3 separate regions of the Mus musculus genome follow, and regions 1 and 2 are each linked to region 3. Evidence: chromatin contacts called from public Hi-C data. All regions are on one chromosome and are shown on one strand. The core of a region is the stretch at or near the end of the contact, and the rest is flanking DNA. Distances in the headings are between cores, read along the strand shown. Region 1 overlaps Fam53b (family with sequence similarity 53, member B). Region 2 overlaps Lhpp (phospholysine phosphohistidine inorganic pyrophosphate phosphatase). Region 3 overlaps 1500002F19Rik (a long non-coding RNA gene).

Region 1 (3,059 bases), core at 100-2,599, 130 kb after region 3:
AGTGGTAAAACAATAATTTGTTCGTAAGATTTTACTGAAATAAAAGTTCAGGTTCAGATCTTGCATTCCACAGTCGGGCTAGCCCGTGGACTCATGCATTCAAACAGAGTTGCCTGCTCTTACATCACGCTGTCTGTGGCCTAAATGTTACTCTTACCCATTTCACCTGCTTTACATATCCTCAGTTTCATCAAGAAATCAAATGAAAATGAAAACAAGCGCTGTGATTGGCAGCTGTTTTCTGAAACTGTTGAACATTTTGCTCCAAGGCAAACCCCAGCCCCATTTTGACTGTGACCATCTGAAGTGGCCAAGGCCTAGTGTTGATCATGGTCTTCTGCTGGTGCTAACTTGCACAGCTCCCCTGACTCAGCCACCAACTGGCGCAGAGCTCAGGACACGTTACCATCACGGGAGACAGCATGGGATGTTGGGAGGGAAGCTGGATCAGGAACTCCAGGGACAGGCAGGTCTGGATTTGGGATGCTGGGAAGGAAGCTGCATCAAGGACCGCAGGCCTGGGTCTGGATCTCTGGCCTTGTGCTTCCAACTGGGCACCTTGGGCCTTCCTCCTCTCTGGGCCTCAGTTTTCATCCATAAAGTAAGGTTGAGCTGGCTGGTTTATGAGGACCTTTCTGGTGCCAAGGGCTACGTTGCACACAGGCTGTTCACAAAGGAACAGAATGCTGTTGTGAAGGCCTCTCAGATCCTATTTTCTCTTTGTATTTATGCACCAGAAAATGACAGATGGCGAGACCTGGATAGAAAATGCCCTCTTCAGATTGACCAGCCAAGCGCCAGCATCTGGGAATGTCTGCCTGAAAAGTGTCAGGATGGCTCCCTGTGGCACCAGGAGGCAGTGACTGCCTGTGCGGTGACCAGCCTAATCAAAGACCTCAACATAAATGACCACAATGGGAACCCCTCAGCTCCTCCCAGCAAACGCCAGTGCCGGTCACTATCCTTCTCTGATGAGATGTCCAGTTGCCGGACGTCATGGCGGCCCTTGGGGTCCAAAGTCTGGACTCCCGTGGAGAAGAGACGATGCTACAGCGGAGGCAGCGTCCAGCGCTACTCCAATGGCGTCAGCCCCATGCAGCGGAGCTCTAGCTTCAGCCTCCCTGCCAGGGCCAATGGGCTCTCTTCACCTTGCCACCAGTCGAGCCTGCACCACCGCTTTGGGGGGCAACCCTGCCAAGGAGCACCAGGCTCAGCCCCCTGTGGACAGGCGGGTGATAGCTGGAGCCCAGACCCACACCCAGTGGGAGGGGGCCGGCTGGACCTGCAGCGGTCCCTCTCTTGCTCGCATGAGCAGTTTTCCTTCCCAGAATACTGTCCCCCCTCAGCCAACAGCACACCTGCCTCAACGCCAGAGCTGGCAAGACGCTCCAGTGGGCTTGCCCGCAGCCGCTCTCAGCCCTGTGTCCTTAATGACAAGAAGATCGGTGTGAAACGGCGGCGTCCGGATGAAGTGCAGGAGCAAAGACCTTCTCTAGACCTTGCCAAGATGGCACAGGTAAGTGCCCCAGTGGCCTAGAATAGACTCCAGAAACACCTCACTGTTTCTGGGATTCTGTTCCTGGTCCAGCCGCTTAAGTGCACAGTGACTTTCAGACATGTTTAGGAGTCAGTTCCCTAAAAAAAAAAAAAGAAAAAATTTCAAAGGTTTCGTTTCTGTTCTTTTAAGTTTTAAGTACCTGGTTTTCTCCATTTAAAAGGAGGCATGTTCTTTCCCTGTTAAGCTCATTGCTAGTGGAACAAGAGCAGACAGATGGTGAGAGGCAGGCATTGGCTAGGAGTCCTGTGTGACCAAACACTAATTAATCCTCTTCTAGTCCTTTGCTGGTACCTCCTCTCCTGGAAACCCACCCACCAGTGTTCAGTATCACTCGGATTACGCTGATCCCTAGATCAGAGCCATGGGTAATGACGTTAGGGAAGGTGGGAACTGTCAAACAGTTAGACCACTCAGAAATTATTAGTCTGCAACAGTTAGCACTGGTTGTGGGAGGAGCCTCTCCCACGTGCTCCTGTTCCTCTGTGTTGTCCTCTTTGTCTTGGAGTCCAGCATTGTGCCAGCACTTCTCTTGGGTATTGATCTGAGGAGGATGGGCTTGGAGTTAGAAGCCATCAGCAGGACAGTTATCAAAGCCTGAGGGCTGGCTACATTTGGTGCCTGCTATAGAGGTCATAGGATGTGACCAAGATGGTAAGGTCTGTGCTGTATGTGACATTGGTCCTTGTGACCATTAACTCTAGGATGGGTGGCTCTGGTGGGAAAAACATGGCACTACCAACTCTGTGCCTACCTGGAAGAGCCTCTTGCTCAGTGCCATGGCGTGAGTATCAGTTTTGGGTGTTATGTATAAAAACATTGATTATTGTTTGGTTTGAGGAAGTGAAGATCTGTTTGCTAGTGAGGGAGTGTTCTCTGGAGAGTTGGTCAAGCTCTTCAGACCATGGGCAGACCCAAGGCAGGCAGGCTCATAGTGCCTGTTCTGTACCAGGCAGGTATAACCAGCAAGCAAGCAGTCTTCAGTTCCCTTACTACACAGGCGTGCACACACGCATGCACATGCACGTACATACACAGGTGCGTATACACAAACACAAACGCACACACACTTCTGCAGTGGAGCCGTCTACTTACAACAAAGATATCTCCATGCATGGGGTTACCCTCTGTTCCTTTAATTCTCTAAGCCTGTCAGTCCCCCACTGAAGACAAGGTGCAAGTATCTGCATCTGAGGTGGCCTCAGAGCCCAGAATTTTGAGCCTCTTTCACATATGAGCCCAGTCCATGTCCAGGACAACTGGAGACAAGTGGTGATGTGCTTGTGCCACCCCTGCGCCCACTGGTCAACTTGGGACAGAGTTCTGCCCCTTTCCATGTCCAGGTTCCATGACTTCTGTCTTGGCTCCGTGAGAGTCTCTTCCTTCTTCCTGTGTGGGAGATCTTTCTGGCTTACTCACTGGACTGTAACTGAGCACATATGTTGGATACCAAGAAGTTTCTATCTCCAGATAGACTGAAATAGGTTGAAGGGGGACAGCATTG
Region 2 (3,371 bases), core at 198-2,697, 220 kb after region 3:
CTTCACTCTTGTAACCAGATCATGTCGGCTGCAGCTGGAAGTCAGCAGCCTTGGTCCTGGCTCTGTCAGCCATCCTCCTTAGCTGCCGCCTGACCTTCAGCAAGGTCACTGTCCTGAGACAATGAATGGGATGCTTCTACCTGGATGTGCCAGCAAGTTCTCGCCCCACCCCTCCCTTCTTGCTTCCTTGTTACTGTTGGGGTTGCCATGTAGCCCACTGCCTCTTCAGCACTGGGATTAGAGGTGCCCATCATCAAACCTGGCAACCAGACCCCAAAGGACACAAGATCTGAGTGATAGCCTGGATATCTAGATACAGACTTTAAAATAGTGCTGGGAACTAAACCATAACCCTAAATAAAACCTGCAGCAGAGCCTGCAACGCCTTTAATCCCAGCACTTGGGAGGCAGAGGCAGGCAGATTTCTGAGTTCAAGGCCAGCCTGGTCTACAGAGTGAGTTCCAGGACAGCCAGGGATACACAGAGAAACCCAAATAAGTAAGTAGGTAAGTAAGTAAATAAATAAATAAATAAATAAATAAATAAATAAATAAATAAATCTTGCAGCAGAGACACACTGGTGGTTGTATTTGGGAGATTACAGCTTGTGCATAGATGCCTATATTCTTTTTACAAACATTTTCTTTCTTTCTTTCTTTCTTTCTTTCTTTCTTTCTTTCTTCCTTCCTTCCTTTCTTTCTTTCTTTCTCTCTTTAAAAAAAGGGGGGTCATGAATTTGAGAGATTGGGAGGTGAGAAGAGCAGGGGTGGAAGAAGGAAAGGGGAGGAAGAAAATGATGTAATTATATTTTAATTTAAAAAATACCTGAAACTTTTTTTTAATTTATTGGATGATACATATGTCATAGAACCCATGCCAAGGGTGTGTGTGGAGGTCAGAGGACAGATTTTAAAAACAAAAATGCTTCTCTCTTTCTACCATGAAGATCCCAGGAATTTATAATTCAGGTTGGCAGGCTTGGCAGCAAGCCCCTCTAGTAAATGAGCCATCTCACTGGCCCAAGGGTCTTCACTCTTTTATAGACTCCCACTGAAGGATGGCAAGGGAAGATGGCTCTCACTTCTGTAGGCAGATGTAGAACAAGTGGGCAGACAGGCAAAACCCTCCAGTGTAGCCAAAAGGTACTGTAAACCTGAAACTCCCCACCCACACGGTTTCTTGGCATGCTACAAGCCAAGAGAAGGAGAGCGAGGGTGGCAGGGAGGAAGTCTCTTCATAGCCTCAGATGGGTCTCACTGATGCTTATGGAGCACAGTACAGGGCACTAGAGACGTGTGGTGCAGGGCACAAGCCACACCACAGGGTGACGGCACTGCTGTGGAACCAGCACTGTCTTCTATGACAGCTGTGGCTTCACTCAAGTGCTCTCTGGTCTGGTGCCTGATGGGAGTGCAGGCTGGAACAGGGCGTGTCAGGGGAAGTCAGGGCAGAGCCCAGCAGCACAACAGTTGCACCAGTCACGAGTTCTCTCACAGCTTGGCAGGTCAGGCCTTCCAGCCCAGAGCAGCTGCCAAATGGCTTCCCAGGCCACATGAGATCGACCAGGTGGCTTCCTTTTTCAATATCCAACCTTTTCCTTAATAAACAATAATGTAACTCTACCAAACTTTGGAATTTAGAAACAGGAAGAAAACTCTCTCCGATTCCACAGCTGGGCATACCTCCCAGCCCAGAATCACTCCATACCCTGCCACCTCCCACTGGGGAAGCAGGGCGTGTGTCCAGCATTCACCCCTAGCAGATACTCCACAAATGCCTGCATGAAGGATGCTGACACCCATGTACAGACAGACAGACAGACAGACAGACAGACAGCTGGCTGACTCCAAGCCCCTACCTCTGCAACTCTGAAACTCCCTCCCCATGTAACATGTGTTCAAGGCCCATTGTTAGCATCTACGTTGGGTCACTGAAGCCATCTCCTTAGTATGCTACATGCAAGGGTTATTTTCTTTCTTGATACACTGTCAGTAAACTTCCCAAGGTATGTGTAGATTCACCCAGAGTTGTAAGAAATCTAAGTTACTCAATTCGCCCTAACAGCAGCATCTCGCTGTCAAAGCCAGCGTGCTGACCTCACTGGGGTGGAAGCACCTCCATGATCACCAGGATTCTTCACAGGGCGTCTTTGTTTATGTAGCTGGTTTTCTTTTCTGAGATTTATTTTTATTTATTTTATGTGTATGAGGACACAGCCGCTGTCTTCAGACAGGCCAGAAGAGGCCATCTGATCCCATTAGAGATGGTTGTGAGTCACCATGTAGTTGCTGGGAATTGAATTCAGGACCAAAGAGCAGTCAGTGCTCTTAACCACTGAGCCATCTCTCCAGCCTCTATGTAGTTGATTTTTTTTTTTTTTGAGTCATGTTTTTTATTTGTTCCTTTCTTGCATTTGACATTCTCTTTGATGACATCTTAGACTGAGAGTCGCTGCCACAGTGCTTTACCACGACACAACTGCAACCAACTGCTTTACAAGATGTCCCCTTTGGCTCCGATTCACAGAGGTCCATCTCTTTAGTTTCTTGTTATCAGCCTTAACTAGGTTGACCTGGTGCTCGGCACAAAGGGTCTCAGTAACGTGTACTCTAAGGTTCATCATGACTGGATGCAGGCATGCAAAGACGGGCTTCATGTTGGCCTAAGGGTCTGGAAGCTTCTCATATTTATGTGCTAGGTTGTCATGGATGAGACTGACACATGGTACCCACTGTGAAATCCAGAGCTGGCACTGCATATCCTAAACAGGTGCCCTTGAGGACAGTGCAGGGGACAACGATTGCTAGTGCTCTAAGAAGCAGCCTTTCAGGTTCATGGGCCACTGCAGAGCTGCTGAGAGCGTCCTCCAGGATCCAATCATAGGCTGCATGAAATAGTTCCAGCCTAGTACCCTTCTCTTAGGCCTCCTCCCTACTGGCCTCACTGCTGACTTGGTGGGTGGCCATTCTATCAATACCGCTTGGGTTATGGCCTGGCTGGAAGGGTGTGGGCCCTAGGGAAGCTAGCCAGGTCCCTGGATTGAAGCCTGGAACCCACAGTGAAGGGACTAGAGGACACGGTGCAGCTGGAGTCAGCGAGCACACATCCTAGCAGGTGCACCCAGATCCCACTTGGCTACCTTCAGCATCAGGTCAGTCTTTCCCAAGGGTCAGAGGGCAACAGAGGCCCAATACTGCCAAAGTCCAGGAGAGCTGGTGAGCATGCCAGAGTCCAGGCTCCACTTCAGATGGCTCCGTCCTGACTGAAAGACGCTGCCCTGTTGAAGGGCTCTCCACTGCTCCCTCATTTTTTCAAGCCCCCGTCTTCTCTCTGAAACCACGGCTAGCTGCCTTTCAGTGGTGAGGCCCAAT
Region 3 (3,284 bases), core at 69-2,568:
GAGGCATGCACATGGTAAACAGACATGTGTACAGGCAAAACACGCATACAAATAAAATTAAATAACAGCATATCAACAACTGACGCCGAAGTGATGGCTCAGCAGTCAAGAGCACTAGCTATTCCTCCAGAGGACCCAGGTTCAATTCCCAGTACCCACATGGCAACTTAACTTTCTATAACTCTAGTTCCAGGGGATCTGACACTCTCACACATACACACATGTTTAAAACATCACTGTACACAAAATAATAATAAAAATAAATTATTAAACAAATAACAATTTGGGGCCTGGAGAAACAGCTCATTGTTTAAGAATACTGGCTGCTCTAACAGAGAACCCAGGCTTGAGTCTCAGCACCCACGTGACAGCTTACAGTCAGCTACAACTCCAGTCCAGGGGATCTGACACCCTATTCTAACCTGTGAGGGCACTGACTACATGTAGTGTGGACAACACATCCCTACATATATCAATCAATCAATCAATCAATGTAAAATAATGGTCTAAAAATAAATAATTTTAAAACTAGGGGTAGGTTTATAGTAAATTGACTTCTTCAGTCTGACAGAACTTCTACAAAAAAGGACACAGCCCATTGTGGGTGGTGCTAATCTAGCAAGTACTCCTGGGTAGTATAAGAAAGCAGGCTGAACAAGCCATGGAGAGCAAGCCAGTAAGCAGTATTTTTCCATTGCTAACTTTTGTTTTTCTTTCAGTTTCCTGCCCTGACTTCCTTTGATGATGGACTGTGATGTGGAACAGACTCTGAAATAAACCCTTTCTTCCCCACGCTGCTTCTGGTCATCATGTTTTGTCACGGCAATGGTAATCCTAAGATTCAGTTAACGGCCAGGAAGGGACAGGAAGGGGACTTCTCAAGCCCAGTGTATTTCCTTCCTTTATCGTTTATTTATTTTTATGTTTATGAATGTTCAGCATATGTATATATATATGCACCACATGTGTGCCTAGTGCCCAGGGAGGTCAGATGAGGGCATCAGATGGTTATGAATCACCATGTGAGTGCTGGAGTTCTCTGAACGAACTAGTGCTCTTTACTGCTGAACTCTCTCCACCCCTGTGTCCTAGTTCTTGATCTTCAGGCCAGTTACCTAGCCGAGGTGACCGGGAGGATTCTGTATGTTCATGATTTGTGTCCTCTTCTGTGCTCATTATACCTCGATTAAAAACTTACCTGAACAAAAGAGAAGGGGAAGAAAGGAAGAGAGCAGGAAGGGGTGGGGAAGTAAAGGGGCGAGTGGGGTAAGGAGTGGGCTGGACACTGCTCCTGCCTGGTCTCAGGGTGCCTGGAACACTCTGCTGTACTCACGTGGTTTGGTTGGGAGCAGATGGTTTGAAAGAGGTGCCAGGACTCTCTTCCACCCACCTCTGCTCCTGAGGGCTTGGATGTCATCAGCCTTGCCCATAACTCAGCCCACTCTCCCTGGTAGATGAAGATATGAGTGCCAGCCCCCGGATACAGAGCTGGATTAATCTGCTCCTCCACCTGGGTATCTGTGTGGGCAGGCTGAGGGAATGTGCAGGGGGAATCTGGGTTAACTGCTGAGATGGCCGTCACCCCCCACTGCAGGTGGCCTTCCCCAGCCAAGCTGGGCTGGTGGGGGAGAGAGCGACTGTGCTGGTCAGGAGGGTCCCAGAGGTTGCTGCTGCCCCAGGTGTGGTACCTTTGCCCGTGTCTGGCTCTTGCCCGCATACACTGGACGTGCCAGGACACTGTGAAGGGCATCTCAGGTTGGGCAAGGACAGCCGCACTTCCTAAACTGGCTGCCAAGCCCTGTGGGGCTTCCAGAACATTTGAATGTTTCTGCTCTTTGTTTATGTCTATCTAGGGCAGACTACCCTTTCCCAGGCTAGCTTTCACTGAGCCCATCTTGATTGAGAGCAGCTGTAGAGGAGGCAGGAGGCATCCTCCTGGATTTTTCAGCAGCTTTGGGACATTGGGTACATCATGATGCATGCCAGCATCTCTGGTCTCCCTAAGAGACAAGCGCAAAGCATCCTTGGCTGCCTAGTGTTGTAGCCACTAGCCAGGCAGCTATTTAAGGAAAATTGCATTACATTTTAAAAAGTGCATGAGTGTACAGGTGTATACACAGAGAGAGGCCAGAGGGAGACATTAGGCATCTTACTCTGTCACTCTCCACCTAATCTCCTAGATATTAGGTCTCTCATTGAATGTGGAACTTTTGGGCTAGGCTAGTAGCCAGCAAACCCCATGATCCTCCTGTCTCTGCCTCCCCATCCTCAGAGCTGGGGTTACAGGTGTATATGAGTGAGTGTTTTTTTACATGGCTCTGGGGGATTTGATCTCAGGTCCTCATAGCTGCACAGCAAGTGTTCCTACCCACTGAGCTACCTCCCCAGGTTCTTTTTTCTTTGTTTTGACTCAGTGTCTCACATATTCTGGCCATCCTCCACTTTTCCATATAGCTGAACTTCTGACCTTTCTTCTTCTATATCCCGAGTGCTGGGATTATAAGCATATTACCACCGTACCTGATTTATGCAGTGCCAGGAATGAGCCATGGGCTTCCTGTGTGCTACTACAGTACTCTATCCCAGCCCTAAAACTCAATTATTTTGTTGTTGTTGTTTATTTGTTTGATTATTTGGTTTTTGTTTTGTTTTGTTTTGAGACAGGTTTTCTCTGTGTAGCCCTGGTTGTCCTTGTAGACCTGGCTTGTCACTCTGTAGACCAGGCTGGCCTTGAACTCAGAGATCCACCTGGCTCTGCCTCCCAACTGCTGGGCTTTTAGGTGTGCAGGGCCACTACATGGCAAAATTCATTTCTTTAGAACGGCCAGGCACATTTCTGAGCCCACGTGACCTGACACAAGCTGGGAGGTGGAACAGAAGAGGGCAGAAGGTTCTCCTAGGCGGTGCTGCCCCATCTGAACTTCTGTGTCTATATTCTACTTTATTATCATTACTATTGTGTGTGCGCGCATGAGTCAGAGTTCGACTTTCAAGAGTTGGTCCTCTCCTTGCACTATGGTTCTGCGGATCTAGATATATTTCCTTTTTTCATTTTGCCCAAAGCTCACTCAGAGACCAATCTAACCAACTGAGAAGACTTAGGAAAGGCACCCAATCCTTCTTCCTGTCACCTCCCACATTCACCCTGTGCTCCTCCATAGCCCATTCTGTGGAGGAGACCTGAGGACGGGGCTCTCAGCACCCACACCTGCCAGTCCTGGTCTGTAAAACTGGCCGCCACAGAGCACAACTTAATTCTGGACACTAGTAACCTCAGTGAGTTA

Evidence for each region. Hi-C and Micro-C count contacts between places; a contact is called where the count stands out from the background.
Region 1: a contact with region 3 is called in a Hi-C map of cerebellum, with 1.6 times the contacts expected there. The contact joins two enhancer-like sites. A contact is called at or near these places in 1 of 15 datasets of contacts at CTCF or cohesin (large pre-B cells), 5 of 484 Hi-C or Micro-C datasets (the CH12 cell line, cerebellum, embryonic stem cells and 2 more) and 2 of 115 datasets of contacts at active chromatin or transcription factors (embryonic stem cells and regulatory T cell precursor).
Region 2: a contact with region 3 is called in a Hi-C map of muscle stem cells, with 2.0 times the contacts expected there. The contact joins two enhancer-like sites. A contact is called at or near these places in 15 of 39 promoter capture datasets (the 3T3-L1 cell line, the C10 cell line, the HPC-7 cell line and 9 more), 5 of 484 Hi-C or Micro-C datasets (the HPC-7 cell line, cardiomyocytes, colorectal tumor organoids and 2 more) and 7 of 115 datasets of contacts at active chromatin or transcription factors (the HPC-7 cell line, T-cell acute lymphoblastic leukemia, double positive thymocytes and 1 more).

Annotation. Positions count from the first base shown.
Region 1 is chr7:132,757,846-132,760,904 of GRCm38.p6, reverse strand. Fam53b (family with sequence similarity 53, member B) reads left to right here. Exons shown (of 5, transcript NM_001381858.1): 4 at 738-1,516. Among named protein-coding and RNA genes, the nearest start is that of Fam53b, 54 kb to the left of the region's middle. Within about 2 kb of position 1,349, at least 6 of the 459 cell types and tissues checked have an H3K27ac peak or open chromatin away from gene starts, as enhancers often do. A contact at or near this core is called in cerebellum, where this site is marked.
Region 2 is chr7:132,670,702-132,674,072 of GRCm38.p6, reverse strand. The region is part of intron 6 of Lhpp (phospholysine phosphohistidine inorganic pyrophosphate phosphatase); the gene reads right to left. Among named protein-coding and RNA genes, the nearest start is that of Lhpp, 62 kb to the right of the region's middle. Within about 2 kb of position 1,447, at least 135 of the 459 cell types and tissues checked have an H3K27ac peak or open chromatin away from gene starts, as enhancers often do. A contact at or near this core is called in muscle stem cells, where this site is marked.
Region 3 is chr7:132,890,690-132,893,973 of GRCm38.p6, reverse strand. The region is part of intron 1 of 1500002F19Rik (a long non-coding RNA gene); the gene reads left to right. Among named protein-coding and RNA genes, the nearest start is that of Gm46003, 4.5 kb to the left of the region's middle. Within about 2 kb of position 1,318, at least 29 of the 459 cell types and tissues checked have an H3K27ac peak or open chromatin away from gene starts, as enhancers often do. A contact at or near this core is called in cerebellum and muscle stem cells, where this site is marked.